5 separate regions of the Mus musculus genome follow, and all the other regions are linked to region 1. A link is a contact called in public HiChIP or PLAC-seq and promoter capture Hi-C data. All regions are on one chromosome and are shown on one strand. Each heading gives the region's core, a stretch centred on a gene start, on an enhancer-like site or on the middle of the called end of the contact. The rest is flanking DNA. Distances are from core to core; before and after follow the strand shown. Region 1 holds the start of Polg (polymerase (DNA directed), gamma). Region 2 has its middle 36 kb from the start of Gm39040. Region 3 holds the start of Kif7 (kinesin family member 7). Region 4 overlaps Ticrr (TOPBP1-interacting checkpoint and replication regulator). Region 5 overlaps Abhd2 (abhydrolase domain containing 2).

Region 1 (2,754 bases), core at 108-2,607:
AGTTAAGAGCCTCTCCTTTTTCACCTTATAGCAAAATAAACTGAGCAAAGTTATGTAAAAGCAAGAAGAATCACAAAATAAGGAATCTCTTATCTAGTTGACTCTGGTTTGTGTGTGTATATATATAAAACTGATAACCAACCAATCAAACAAACAAAAATCACTTTATGTCTATTAAGTACATCTAGAAAAATGTATAAGAATGTCTCAGCTGGAGAGCTAGATTGTGGATATTTGTAGTTCAAGCACTGAGGCGGGAGGGCAGCCAGGGCTACCGCGTAAGTTCTAAGTTACAATGTGAGACCTCATCGTTAAAAACAAACAAACAAGCAAACAGGCCGACAGACAGACAGACAAAAGAGGGGGAAGAAACTAAGAAAAGGAGAAAGGAGAAGGGTTCTGTATGAGTCCCTGCCGCTGCTAGTGACAGGAAAAGCGGATAGAGGAGCGACTCCTGAAAAAAGTCAAAGACCCTCTCTCCTGTACACAGTTCTCAGCGTCCGGGTGGTCTCGCTGGTTGGAAGTGGGGGCTGCCGTTCAGCGCGGTCCGAATTTTTTCCCTAATCAGCTGCTTGTGCCCCCTAGTCTGCCTGAAGCAATCCTGATCTTTTCTTTCCTCGTACGGGACTCTCGACTTGAATCCCTGGGTCCCAGTTATTCACCCAGGCCATATTCGCCTGACCCTTTGCAGCTGACCCTCTACGGAGAGCTGGGAGCAGAAACAACCGGAGCAACGGGAGGTGGACCCAGAGATTGACAGATCTCTGAAGCGGGACGTGCTTCAGCTGTGCCCGGTGGGCGCGACCAATCGGACTCAACAGCATCAACCCCCAGCATCATTGTCCGGGATAGGAGGGAGGAGACTCCATCGAGGCTTAGCCTTTGCGGTCCATAGGTGACAAATCTAGACTTCGGACGGCACGTGCTCCGTTTGCTCCACTCTCCATCCGGGACAAGGCTCTCGACCGCTGTCACCGTTTAAGCAATGTGTCACCCTGACAGTTGTTTGCTCAGATCCTTGAGTTCCAAGAATTAAGTTTAGACTAGAAGTTGGTCATAACCACTACGGTCAATTTCGCTTTATTTCCAAAGGGAATCTTGGGATTAACAAACTGACAGATAAAAACAACATACAAGTCGACCGCGGCAGGACTCGAACCTGCAATCTTCTGATCCGAAGTCAGACGCCTTATCCATTAGGCCACGCGGCCGCCAGCGAGAAGGTGCCTTTACTTAGCTTAAAGCGTGTAGCCGCCTTCAGGCTCGCGTCAGACTGGTCTATCTTTTCCGTGGGGAGGGAAGTAGCGGAGGACCTCACCCGGAAGTCCCTCTGCACCCCCGCGGGCGGGCGGCTCCATTGGCGGCGCTCTTATTGGACGCTCGGGGGAGTCTCCCGCCTGCCTCTGGGTAGCCGCGGGACCCAGTTCGCGCAGACGGGAAGTTGCGGCTGCTCCCGAGACCGCACGCCACCCTGAGGCTGCGTGGGCCGCGCGCCGCGGACGCCGCGTCGTCGCCGGGGCTGTGGGCTGCCGCAGAACGGGAAGCGCGAAGCGGACCGAGGTTTCCGGCGGGCTCGGCAGGGGGAGGGCCGGGCGCGGCTGCTCCCTCTCCACTCGGGAAGCCGGGCCGGGAGCAGGGCGGCGGCTGCGGCGGGGACCCTGTGTCCCGGCGTGCGGGGGTGGCCGCCGACGCCCCGACCAGGGCGCCCTAGGCCCGCCCGGGTGTGGGTGCGGACCCCGAGGCTGTGGCTCGTTCGGCGGGTTTCGAAGTTGGGGCGCTAGGCCCTCGGGCCGCCGGCGGGGTGGGACTGGCAACTGCTGTCTGCCGAGCGCCTACTGGGGTTAGGGCCACTCGACGAGCGCGCCCTCTGCCACTCTTACAGCAGTGGCCCGTGGCTCTAGAGTTCTTAACCCCATTTTACAGAGGAGGAGGTCGGGGCCTAAGGAGCTGGGCCAAGGTCACGCAGTTGGAGAGCCAGAACCCTGGTCTGTCTGCGTCTCCCCATTTCAGCATCTCCAGCGGCTTCTCCCAAGTTAACTGCCGAGCCGGTGTGGCCCTGTCCTCGGGAGGGGGCAGTGCCATTTCTTAAGGTTGTTGGAGGCGTAACAGAAAAATGTCCCTACTCCGCTCTGGCCTTTTGGCTAAGATCAAGTGGAGAAAATGCTTGTTTGGCACGCAGCAGATGTTTGTTGCGGGATAAGCGGTTTGTTCAAGTCCGTGACACTTGTAATAACACTTTTATCGTCTGTCTCCTTTAGGACTTGTGTGAGGAAGGCAGGCATGGTGAGACCTATTTCACTGACAGGAGCACAGAGAGGGGACGCGTCTCTCTCTGAGTCTTTCGGCCACTAAAAGCAGTCAAGCTGGAGCCCAAAGCCCGGTGCCCCGACTCACAGCGGGGGGCTCCCTGCACCAACCATGAGCCGCCTGCTCTGGAAGAAGGTGGCTGGCGCCAAGGTCGCCTCAGGGCCAGTACCAGCAACCGCGCGCTGGGTCTCCAGCTCCGTCCTCGACCCCGTCCCCAGCGACGGGCGGCCGCCGTCGCAAATGCCCTCCTCCGAGAATGGGCAGCTGCGGCTCAACCCTCTGCTCATCCAGATGTTGTCGAGAGGCCTGCACGAGCAGATCTTCGGGTGCGGCGGGGAAATGCCCGACGAGGCCGCGGTGCAGCGCAGCGTAGAGCACCTGCAGAAGCACGGGCTCTGGGGGCAGCCGGCCACGCCCTTGCCAGACGTGGAGCTGCGCCTGCCCCGG
Region 2 (2,754 bases), core at 139-2,638, 250 kb after region 1:
TCAAACAAATAAATAGATCTTAAGAAACCTTACTAACCTGCCCAAACTCCTTTGTTTTTGTTTTTGTTTTTGTTATCCCAGGCTGGTCTGGAACTTGATATGAGCTGAGGCTGACTTTGAACTGCTGATCTTCTTGCCTCTTGAATGCTGTGATTTTATTTACTTACTTGCCCTGCTCTTTGCATGGTATTGAGAAATGAATCTTTGGTCTTGTGCATAGTAGGCAGACACTCTGCCCTTTAAGGTTTATCCTTAGCTAAGAACTCTTTTAATCCTAAGAAAGACACCTACAGAGGTAGAGCTATTAGGAAAATGCTGGAGGGGGTAGGGTATCACCCAGGGGTAAAGGGAATCCTAAAGATGCAAAGAACATCTAATCCCCAGCTCCAAAGAAAATCAGGGAAGGTAAGGGCAAGAAGGGAGAGGCAGGAACAGGAAGGAAAGGAAAGTAGAAGAGGACACACCGAGGCACAGAAAGCACCAGCCACTTGTCTTGGATCTAACAACTAGAGAACTTCAAGGTCCGTGAGCCCAGCAACTCACCTGTGACTCCTAGCTCATGGCTGCTCCAATGACATCATGCGTGTCCTTGCTGGGTGTTGGCTAGAGTATTAGGGCTGCCTTTGCTCATTTGCTTCTCAGGTATCAGTTTCCTAAAGAGCATGAGCCACTTGTCCAGCATCCCTGTGCTCATGGCAATGTAATTGGCAGTCAATGTCCAGTTGACTCTCAAAATGCTCCTCTCCACATCCTTCTTTTGATTTTGTTTGTTCTAGATAGCTCTGGCTGGCCTGGAACTTCCTATGTAGACCCGGCTGGGCTTGAACTCGCAGAGGTCCACCTGCCTCTGCCTCTTGAATGCTGGTACTAACAGCACATCCCACCATGCCCAGTGACTCCTGTATTTTTAAATATTGATCTTTGTTGAGGCTGAAGTTTATTTTACTAAGCATTTTTATGTCCAACTTAGGAAACTACCTTAAAACCGAAACCCAAACAGAAACGATGCCCATCTCTTGTGTTGTCCCAGCTTTTCAGGTTACCAGAGAGATGTGTGTGGGAAAGGGAAGAACGAGGAAGTTCAGGCGTGGGTCAGCAGAATCTCCCAGATGTTTTCAAGCATACAATGTATTAGTCTTCTCTGGAGCATTTTTGTGAGAGGGGACATCTGACTGGCTTTTTCAGGAACACAGATCCTGCTCTCAGAGAGGACATTCACTGCTTTGTGTACTATCAGACATTGCTGTCTTCATTGTGATTCATGTCCTGGGGGGTGGGGTGGGGTGTGGCAAGACTTCTGGAGAGTTTGGAAAGTGGGGTAGGGTCTGAGGCAAAGAATGTGCTGATGTGGACGTGCCTACACAGCCCCAGGCACGGTGCAGACAGGCACCCGACAAAGCCCTCTGAGCTCCCTGGGGAGATGCAGACTTCTGATAGGGCAAAAGGCACCGGGTGTGTAAAGCATAGGCAGATGAGGAGCATGCCAAGTCAGGCTGCGACTTGAAATTCCCCAGGCTTAAGCAACTGTCCCTCCTAATTTGTCACATACCTCTCCTTTTACCAAGCACCCCCCCAGCCCCCAACATTTGTGTTGGAACCTTGGACTTACCCACACCCACCACTCCACAATGCTGTTTACATAATGTGACAAGGTCACACAAACGGGTCACAGAACTAGGGCTTAGTGCCAACACCTTGAAGATAGGGGAGAGGGGCGGCGGGGGGGGGACGGGACGGACGACGACACTCTACTGTTTTGAGATGAAGTCTCATTTTGTAGTCCAAACCAGTCTTGCATTTTCAGTCCTCCTGCCTCAGCCTCTTAAGGTGGGATTATGTGATGGTAAATTAATCCCCTCCAGTGAGAATTTACTCCAATTACACAGGGAATAATAAGGAAAAAAAAAAAACCCTCTTTAATAGCAGTGCAAGTCTGGCTCTGGCTAATACCCAAAGAGAAACTGGACCCTGAACCTGGATCCCTTATGGCTTATACAAATGAGTTGCCTTTGGGCTCACAGCCTCATACTTTGGGCAATTAAACACTTTTACAGTTTGGGCAATTAAACACATTTTACAGAGTCAGGAAATTGCAAGTTTGGACACTTTAGACATATGGGAGATTTAAGTAAGGCATTGTCAAAGTTATCTGAAACAAGCTGAGTTTTTTTTAGGGGCAGCCATGAACCAATGTCATTCTGCCTGCCTGGCAGAATTACACTCTTCTGAATAAAAGGCACAGGATTTAAAGGACCAATAGAAGCCAACACCATCTATGAAACTTTCCTGTGGAGGCAAAAATCCTTTGGCTAAGTTTTACTTACATGTAACTTAATATAAGCAAGTTTATTGGTAAACCCTTCATACATCAGTCTGACTTCCACTTCCTTGTTCAACCACAAGTCTGTGCCACCACACTCCATAAATCTTTACTTTGGAGGGAGAGAGTCTGGACTTGAAAATGTAGGGGTGTCTGAGTCATGTGATTACATTGCATGTTGGGCAGAGGGAAAACCAGTAGAGAGGTGAAGACAGCCAGGTTTGAGATGGTCCCTGGATTGCAGCCTTCTTCAAGATCTGGGTTAAGAAACGGTGGGCAGCACTCCGGAACCTGAGGCAATGGATAGACATCCCACCCTCATTCCTGGCTCCCCCCATCCCAAGATGGCTGGGGCTCAGGGTCTGATCCCACCAGGGCCAGGCGCGTCCCTAGTCTGAGCTTCTGCCATCTCTGGGGCAAGTGCCTCCTGACTG
Region 3 (2,754 bases), core at 120-2,619, 250 kb before region 1:
CTCCTGCCCGTGCCCTGCACAAGTTGGGAAACCCATCTGCCCTCCTTTCCTCCAACTCTGCCCTCCCAGAGAAAATGTCTGGCTAACACATCATCACTTTATCACTCTTGGGCTCCCCGTTGCCAGCAACCCACCCAAGAGTGCCCACCCAGGGGCTCAGTTTTTGACCATGTGTGAACATCACCCCAGCTCCTTGCTGGCACTCCTCACCTAAACTCTATAAAAGCCCCTTGCTTTAGCGGATGTGTGACGTCACTGACCTCCACCTGTGAGATCGGTGAACCCACCAGAGATCTGCCTCCTAATAAACCTGCCTGTATCTACTTTTAATCTGGTCTAATCTGGCCTGTATCTGTGTCACCAAGGGAGAGAATATGCCTATCAGGGACCCCCGGCCCCTGCTTATCTTACCAATGAGACACCACATGGCCTCATCATTGGCCTCACTTCAGGCTGTGATTCTACTGTATGGGGCTGAGTGTTTTCTCATATAGATCTGGGAGAACTGGACATTTCTGCAGCCTTTAATTATGCTGCCTCTATAGCAGGCAGTCATCTGAATACATCTATCAAAATTTGTTTTTCTTTAGTGGTGTTTTAAGTGATAAATATGTATTCTGGGATGGTGGTGGTTATTCGTGGTACTTGGGATAAAAAAACAAGACTTCCCTCATGCTAGGCAAATGCCCCACTCTGCCTCTCCCAGTCTGCTTTCCAGATTTTTTATTTTTGTGTTTGTCCAGAGGCTACACCTCTGTAGCCAGGATGGTGCTGATCCCCTGCTGCTCAAGGATTCTGCAGAGTTCTGGGATTATAGGCATGGGCCACTCACCCTGGCTTGGATTCTAGATTTGAATTACAAATTCAACAAAGCATGGTGTTTCCAGTCAAAGAGATGGACAGCCAGCTTTGCCTCTCTGGATGACAAGTGTCCCTTGACAGTGACTCTAAACTGCGATTGAATCTCATAAATCCTAAAATGAGACATAGTTTTAGGAACTAAAACTTCCTAGGGAAGGTGGTTTTGTTGTTGTTACGTTTTGTTTTTAATGAGGATTATGGCTTAACCCTGGGAGCAGAAAGAAAGAAGTGGGTCTATGAGAAGACAGATGTCTGGTGCCGATTTCCCAGTTTTCTAAGACCTGAAGAGAAGCCACTGGCTGCTTCCCTGGGCCCGCCCCCCGGCAGAGGCCCGCCCCTCCCCCATAGGAGGGCCCGCCCAGCCCCGTCTGCGGACCGACTTGGAGGCGCCCTGCCTGCGCCTCCGCCCCCGAGCGCCGGGGCAGGCGGGGTTGCGGGTGAAGGGAGGGATGTTTGGGGGGGCGGGGGTCCCGATGACGGCATCGGAGCGCGCCGGGTCGGGGCGCCGAGCTTGGCTGCGCGTCCCGGGACTGCGCTCGCACTCTGGCAGGTGGGTGTGGGTCCCGAGGGGATGGAGGGCTAGACAGGGCTCACCCGGGAGGCGACTGAGCAGCCCCCCATCTGTGCCCCTCAGCTTACTGCGAGCTCCCTCACTGGGCGGGCCGGGCCAGGAGGAGCAGCCTGCGAGGGTCCACGTTTGTAATCACTTTTGCAAACTTTCCGGGAGGGCCTGTTCCCAGAGGCCGATCGCGCGGGTGGAGTTGTCAGGGCGCCTTTGAGGCTCGGAGCCTTGATTGTGGGGAAGGAGAAGCCGGGACCACACACAGCTCCAGAGTCTACCTGGGGATTGGAGTGCCGCCAGGCACTGTTACCTCTGTGTACCCAGGCTCCAGCACCTAACCAGAACCGAATGAATGAGCGGTTATACAAGCAGAGATGCTAAACAGTAAATACGAAAACAACGAAGTGTAGCGTGGGATACTGCGGTTGAAGAATGTGGTGAGAAAGGAGAAGGCGAGATTGGGGGCGGGAGGGGTCCTCACGGATTGCTAGATAGTATTGTACCCTGTGCTGGGTGCTGATGATAGAGTTCGAAATAGACAAAGAGGGTTCTTGCTTTCCATGGGGAGAGAGACTCTGGCTCTGGCATCCGTGTGGTCAGTGTCTGATGTGGGCAGCACAAAGGGCTGTCTGTAGTGGTGATGGGACAGAGCAGAGCAGCTTCCCTGGCCCTGTGGGGAAGGTGAGCCCAGCCCAAGCGTGGGTGGATGAAGATGGTAACACAGAGGTTGATGGCCTGAGAGGAAAGGCATGGTATTCAGGAGATGGGGAAGGTAGGGAGTGTGTTCTAAGCTTCCTTTATTGTTAGTGGGGTGTAAAAATGAGACTGTCACAACTGTGTTTTTGAAAGATGCTCTAGACTGCGCGGTTGGAGAGGTCGGGGAGACTGAAACTCGGAAAGGGAGCAGGCAGAAGTTATCCCTTCAGGGTGTCAGCAGCATGACTGGTTTTGGCAACAGGATGAGGAGTGTAGCTGATAATCTTGAGAGATACTTAGGAGATAGAACTGGCAGAGTTGGGGGTGGGTGGGTATGGGGGACTTTTGGTATAGCATTGGAAATGTAAATGAGCTAAATACCTAATAAAAAATGGAAAAAAAAAAGAACTGGCAGAGTTTAGTGATAGGAATTTGGTCTTGAAGGATCTTTTGGCTTCTTTGAAGAAGATGGGCAGGTGTCAAGCAGTTTCAGGGAGGAGCAATGGTAGAGACTTAGAAGGGGGAGTGGGACAGCTGGAACACAAAAACCGGAGATATCAAGTGCTGGGGCTTTTTTTATTTTTTATTTTTTGGCCAGGGGAGGATGTCAAGAAAAGTTACTGTGGCTTTATGGT
Region 4 (2,754 bases), core at 173-2,672, 220 kb before region 1:
CAAAGGGAAAAAAAAAAAAAAGAATTAGCCAAGAAATCCAAGAGAAGGCACAGAGATGCCTGTGAGATGGTGCTGCAGGAAGCCTGGGAGGATGAGGGATCCAGATAGGGCTGTCACTCACCTGCCCTTGATTTGTCTATGGAGCAGCCTCCTGGAGATTTGCTTGTGGACTGGGGTCTCAGCCACACTCTTAGTCAGCAGTTTGCAATAACCTAAGATGCAAAACCAGTGTTGACTATAAACCTCACTTAAACTTCTGAGGCAGCAGCAAGGAAAAGGGCGCAATCGGAACTTCCATGAGGCTTATTAACCTAGCGAGAGGATGCTAAACTCTCAGTAGAGTCTAAGCCTTCAGGACTCAACAAAACACACAGTCCATCAGCCTGATTAAAAATGACACAAGCCTGCCTGTTGAATGTCTTAGAGGTGGATCTCTGAGTTTAAGGAGAGCCTGGTCTGCATAGCAAGCTCCAGGCCAGGCTGACCAAGTCTATGCAGTGAGACCCTATCTCAAAAGATATAAGCCAATGTAAAATATTTTAAAAATTCCTGTGGGATGGCTTCTGACATTGGATCGGTTTCAGGACTCTCAAACGACAATGGCTTTGTTCCACAGCATCTATCAGTAGATCGATTGTTAATTTTTAAGTGCTTGTGTGCATGTGAGTACTGTTCCTAGTGGTGTCCAGAGACATCAGATCTTCCAGGAGCTGGGGTAAAAGATGGTAGTAAGCCACCCAACATGGGTACAGTTCCTTTGCAAAAGCAGGAAGTGCTCTAAATCACTGAGCTATCTCTCTAGCCCTCTATCAGTAGATTTAAAGGGTCAGGTGCAGCCTTTTCTAGTCCTTTTTGAACCCAGACATCTATGAATTGCTGGTACACAATGATAAAAGACAGAAATGTCAATGTTACATATAACAGGGAATGTTTTACAAAAAAGTAGGTTGAAAAACTACAAGCAGATAGCTACATATCTCAATCAGCAAATGTCAGTAGTCTCTGAGGGACTGAAGAATCCAGTCATCACAGCAACTACATCATTATTTGTCAATAGCTAGTTCATAACAAAAGCCAAAAGGGTGCAAACAATAAAGGATATTGATTCCCTGTTAATTTCCCATTAACAGGGAGAAAAAAAAAAGAACTTGGCAGAAACCATCCCTAAAGTAGCTTAGACCCAGAAATTACAGAAATGTTTTAACAACTTGTCTAAATATGTTCAATGAGCTTATAAACCCATAGGTTAAAATAAATTAAAGGGCCAAGCATGATCTTACTTAAGACCAGCCTGGCTTACAAGCAAGATTGCTTTAAAAAAAAACAAAAGAGAGAAAGGAAGGGAGGGAGGGAGGGAGGGAGGGAGAAAGGAAGGAAGAAGGCCATATGGATGCCTAAAAAAACCTGAATAATGATAACGTCAACAGACATGCTAACATAGAAGAGGAAGTCTCACAGCCCTAAACAAGGCCTACACAAAGAAGTACTGGCAACTAAAGACTTCTGAGAGAGAATTAAGTCTCCACTAGGGAGTTGTCCCTGACTTGGTTAGCTAATACAAGGTGTTCAGCCCCTAAACTCATGCACATACAAGCAAGACTAAACAGACTGACTCATCAAGTTGTATTTATATATTTTATGTGCATATATATCTACACACATGTATGTAACAATAATAACTAAAGAAAAGGAGATCATTTAAGAGGGAGTGTGGGGAGAACATGGGAGGGACTGGAGAGAAGGAAGGGAGGAGAAATGATATAATTTGGATAAGAAGGAAGGAAGGACAAAAGTCATACATATAGCAAGCTTGAGGTTAGCCTAGGTTAAATAAACAAGTAGCCTAGGTTAAGTAAACAACAACAAAAAATACAGATGGAATAAGAAATATTAAGAATTCAATCACAGGCCTGAGCAGGCAGAATAATCAATGAATGTCAAAAAAAAAAAAAAAAAAAAATTAAACCGCCTAACCACAAAAAAGAAAAAGAAAAATGAAGAAAGACTGAGGCATGCTTGTACACTATAGCAGCATGCATGCCACCACATGCCTCATGGGAATTCTAGAAGGTGAAAAGACAAAGAGGCAGAAAACATTGCTGAAGAAAAATGGTTGAAAACTTCCTTAATCAGAGGAAAGACATGAACCTAACCACTCAAGTTTAATAGACTTCAAGAAAGATGACCCCAAAGAGATCCACAATGAGACACCTTATTGTCCACACCCTGCCCCCAAACAAAACCAATAACAAAAACTTTAAAAAAAAAGAAAAAAGAAAAACCAACAAGCTAAAACCCAAAGCAAGTAGCGGGAAGGAAAGTGAGGTCAGAAAGTCAATGGAGAAAAGGCCAACTTTCTTCAAATGATCAATAAAATTGGCCAACCTTTAGCTAAACCAGTCAAGAAAAACCAGAACGACTCAATTACTAATGTGGGAATAGAAGTGCGAACAATGTCACCAGCAGATTTGTTGTTACAAACCCTTATTTTGTAGTTACCCTGAAATGTGCTGCTTTTGGTCTTCTTGAACTTGTCCTGTTTATGGTGGAGACATTCCAAAGCAGATACAGAATGGCTGCGAGGCAGCCCCTTCTTTAGCCCCCTCTTTGAAGGAGAAAGCATTTCCTGGTTGAAGAGGTTTCTTCGAACTTTTGTTACTTCTAAAAGCAGAGAGAGAGAAAAAGAGAGATAGGAGATTAAAAAACCTTATGCTGGTGTCAACTAACTGAGCATGCCAGACCCAAACACAGAGC
Region 5 (2,754 bases), core at 172-2,671, 140 kb after region 1:
ACATGGTGTCCCTGGATCCAGCAGCACTCTCTGACCAGCCAGGCCCATGAGCAAGGCCATCCCCTAAAGCCCCGAGGAACTGAGATGGATGCCCACCTCCAAAGCTGCTCAGGCACTGCATCATGGATGGCAGTGTAAGCTACTGTAACAAGTGTGTCACCCCATCGTCTCTTGTGGATGTTCAGAAATTCTACACTTATAGTCTCAAGGCAACAGGCTGGAGGGGCTGCACACTCTCTGTGAGGGGCGAGAGGGAGGCTCCATTTGGCCATACCCCATGCTTACCATAGGTGAACATTCGTGGGGAGGTCAGCTCAATGTTGGGGAGGGCTCCCAGGTGGTTTAGCACTGCGCACCGGTAGCCATTTTTCTGGGCATAGTCAACGAAGGTTCGGATATACTGCTTCTCGCTGTGGTTGGCAATTCCAGGACAGATGACCATGGTGATGTCATCTACAGGGTAGAGAAGGAGATCTTTATGCATCCATTTAATATATAAACACTGACATTAACAGGTGTTGAGACAGTGAGATTCTGGACAAGTCTCTCTCCCTCCTTCCTTCCCTTCTTTCTTCCTCTCTCTCTCTCTTGAGAGCCTCCCTTTGCAAGCCCTGGCTGGATTCCACATAGATCTACCTGCCACTGCCTCCCTAGTGCTGGAATGAAAGGTGTGCGCCGCCATGACTGGTCTGTTCTTTTTCATTTTCAGTCTGGTCTATTTTTCATTTTGAAATGCTTCTGTTTATGTTTGCTAAAAGGAAGATGTACCCCTCCCCCGGGCAGGGAAGTAAAGCATAAGCGAAATAAAGCAGCTCTCTTAAGAGTATTCCTTGGGTGCAGACACAAGCACTGATCGCTGCAGGGAGCCGGGCTGACGGGAAGTCATGGATAAGAGACTTAGAGCTGGTTGTGTCCTTTTGGTACCATACTGAGTACCAGCAAGAACGACTGACTGCTCAACCTAAACTTTACGCTACTTGGTTGCCGTTGTTATCACTCTTGTTTTCAGACTGGGTCTCATGTAGCCCACGCTGGCCTTGAATTGCTGATCCTCAAGTGTCCATCTCTTGAATGTTTGGATTTCAGGTGTGAGCCATCACACCAAGTTTAAATTGGATGCTTAAATGCTACAAGTCAAATTATTAGAAATAAGAGAAAGAAAGCATTTAACTAACTATGGTGGGGGCACAGATGTATGAAGGACCCACGACAGTACTTGCAAACGTAGCAGGAACTCCATCCCTAGTCATGTACTCATTCCTTTGGTGACTGTTTGTGTGGAGCACAGACTCCTGGGCCCCGGGACTCCTGCACTACAGCAGCAGGGCCCTAAACAGCCCCAGAAGTAGCTAGATTGGCAGGTGCCATGAGGGACTAAGGCAGGGAGGCACCTCGGGTCTAGAGAAAGGAACCATAGTCTCAGAGGAGGTGACATCTGAGACCTGAATGACAGGGAGGTGGCCACGTGAGGGCATGGGGAGGAAAACTACTCAGCAATTCCAGTTACTTGAAATAAATGAGCTGGCGCACGTTTGCTGCTGCAATTTACCCATAAATAATGACTACACGTCTATAATAAACTAGGTATCTTTGAATAAAAAAAAAAACCATGTTCTCTCCTGGTAGGGACTGCATTCAAAAAGATGCTGGCATCCAACTGCACTTCCTCTGAAGGCTTCATTATGAGGCCTTTGCCATCGCCGTTTACTGTATAGCTGGCAAACGCTCACAGCAGCGGAAACTGGAGTCATTTCTTGGATGAGGTGTCACTGACTCATGAAAAGCAAGTATGGCTTTAATGTGTCCTTTTGTCCCAGGAGATTTACACACCAGGCACCCGAGAGCCTTTATGCCCTGCTGCCCAGCAAATAAACCCACCCTAGATTGCTTTTCCAAGTCCCAGCTTCCCACGGTTCAAGGGAGATAGCATCGCCCACCTCACAGGGCGAGGGGAGGATTGGAGAGATAACAGTAGGAAATGTTACTGAGTCCTGGGGGGCTCTGGGCTCCAAGCTCTTCCTGCCATCCTTTAAGACAGGCTTCCGTACTTTAAGAGGGATCATAATTCTCTACTGACTGTGGCTAATGTGAACTAACACGCACAGGCTGGAGTTAAACCTGATGGCCTGGCCTCTGAACACAATGGGACAGTGGGTGACACAGGCATTTCACACACTGCTCCCCACTGATGGCTGCTCCTCTCTCTAAGGGTGGCTCAACACCAGGACCTAAAGTGGCTCACCTCCAACACAGTGCTCAGCCAGGGGCTCGAAGAGGTCGAAGGTAGAAGTGGCACCATCCGACATGGTGATGAACTTGCGGTGCCCGTAAGGGTGTGGTGACCTCACCCTCCCCATCTTCCCATACAAGGCTGTCTGGATATGTCCGCTTTTCCCCCAGATCAGTGGTGGAATGTATCTGAGAAAGGAGAGGAAGAAAAATAGGAGTGGTTAGTTTCCTCCACATTTATTGAACAAAGGTACCCTAGTTTTTAAGGCCTTTCTCCACACATTATTCTGCACACTAACCATAAACACAATGGGTTCCTTTTGTGATGTAGGGTCTCGTGCATACTGAGTGAGCACTTCGCCACTGAGCTGAACATTTTTAACCACCTTATTATATCCATGCTCTGTTCGTTAATGCCTCCCACGCCAAGTTAGCTTTAGGAACCAACCGTGGTTTCAAATTTAGAGCATCAAGCAATTCAACATGGGCTATTTCTATAATCAAGGGGAAAAGAAAGCAAATAAT

Evidence for each region. HiChIP or PLAC-seq counts read pairs in DNA pulled down with a chosen protein or histone mark. Capture Hi-C pulls out chosen DNA fragments and counts their contacts.
Region 2: a FOXA1 HiChIP or PLAC-seq map of pancreatic cancer cells shows a contact between it and region 1. The contact joins the enhancer-like site here to the promoter of Polg in region 1. A contact is called at or near these places in 3 of 39 promoter capture datasets (hippocampal neurons, liver and stem cell-derived epiblast-like cells), 3 of 115 datasets of contacts at active chromatin or transcription factors (embryonic stem cells, pancreatic cancer cells and trophoblast stem cells) and 1 of 9 other capture datasets (adipose tissue).
Region 3: a contact with region 1 is called in a promoter capture Hi-C map of adipose tissue. The contact joins the promoter of Kif7 here to the promoter of Polg in region 1. A contact is called at or near these places in 9 of 39 promoter capture datasets (the 3T3-L1 cell line, the C10 cell line, cranial neural crest and 5 more), 3 of 484 Hi-C or Micro-C datasets (embryonic stem cells and nephron progenitors), 5 of 115 datasets of contacts at active chromatin or transcription factors (astrocytes, embryonic forebrain, embryonic stem cells and 2 more) and 4 of 9 other capture datasets (adipose tissue, embryonic stem cells, liver and 1 more).
Region 4: an H3K4me3 HiChIP or PLAC-seq map of bone marrow-derived macrophages shows a contact between it and region 1, with 2.7 times the contacts expected there. The contact joins the enhancer-like site here to the promoter of Polg in region 1. A contact is called at or near these places in 3 of 39 promoter capture datasets (HPC-7-derived erythroid cells, cranial neural crest and hippocampal neurons), 17 of 484 Hi-C or Micro-C datasets (the G1E-ER4 cell line, embryonic stem cells, stem cell-derived epiblast-like cells and 1 more), 5 of 115 datasets of contacts at active chromatin or transcription factors (bone marrow-derived macrophages, embryonic forebrain, embryonic stem cells and 1 more) and 2 of 9 other capture datasets (adipose tissue and embryonic stem cells).
Region 5: a contact with region 1 is called in an HNF4G HiChIP or PLAC-seq map of pancreatic cancer cells. The contact joins the enhancer-like site here to the promoter of Polg in region 1. A contact is called at or near these places in 2 of 39 promoter capture datasets (both in embryonic stem cells), 1 of 484 Hi-C or Micro-C datasets (nephron progenitors), 2 of 115 datasets of contacts at active chromatin or transcription factors (extraembryonic endoderm stem cells and pancreatic cancer cells) and 3 of 9 other capture datasets (adipose tissue, embryonic stem cells and liver).

Annotation. Positions count from the first base shown.
Region 1 is chr7:79,464,876-79,467,629 of GRCm38.p6, reverse strand. It overlaps Polg (polymerase (DNA directed), gamma), which reads left to right and starts at 1,357. Exons shown (of 23, transcript NM_017462.3): 1 at 1,357-1,560; 2 at 2,259-2,754. The coding sequence starts at 2,419. It overlaps n-TRtcg5 (a tRNA gene), which reads right to left and starts at 1,211; the gene lies at 1,139-1,211.
Region 2 is chr7:79,210,250-79,213,003 of GRCm38.p6, reverse strand. No RefSeq gene overlaps it. Among named protein-coding and RNA genes, the nearest start is that of Gm39040, 36 kb to the left of the region's middle. Within about 2 kb of position 1,388, at least 55 of the 459 cell types and tissues checked have an H3K27ac peak or open chromatin away from gene starts, as enhancers often do. A contact at or near this core is called in adipose tissue, embryonic stem cells, pancreatic cancer cells and 1 more, where this site is marked.
Region 3 is chr7:79,714,322-79,717,075 of GRCm38.p6, reverse strand. Kif7 (kinesin family member 7) reads left to right here and starts at 1,369. Exons shown (of 19, transcript NM_001291222.2): 1 at 1,369-1,411.
Region 4 is chr7:79,685,684-79,688,437 of GRCm38.p6, reverse strand. Ticrr (TOPBP1-interacting checkpoint and replication regulator) reads right to left here. Exons shown (of 22, transcript NM_029835.1): 15 at 2,500-2,661; 16 at 122-212. Among named protein-coding and RNA genes, the nearest start is that of Ticrr, 27 kb to the right of the region's middle. Within about 2 kb of position 1,422, at least 1 of the 459 cell types and tissues checked has an H3K27ac peak or open chromatin away from gene starts, as enhancers often do. A contact at or near this core is called in bone marrow-derived macrophages, where this site is marked.
Region 5 is chr7:79,323,133-79,325,886 of GRCm38.p6, reverse strand. Abhd2 (abhydrolase domain containing 2) reads right to left here. Exons shown (of 11, transcript NM_018811.6): 4 at 2,243-2,418; 5 at 286-453. Among named protein-coding and RNA genes, the nearest start is that of Gm39041, 26 kb to the right of the region's middle. Within about 2 kb of position 1,421, at least 31 of the 459 cell types and tissues checked have an H3K27ac peak or open chromatin away from gene starts, as enhancers often do. A contact at or near this core is called in pancreatic cancer cells, where this site is marked.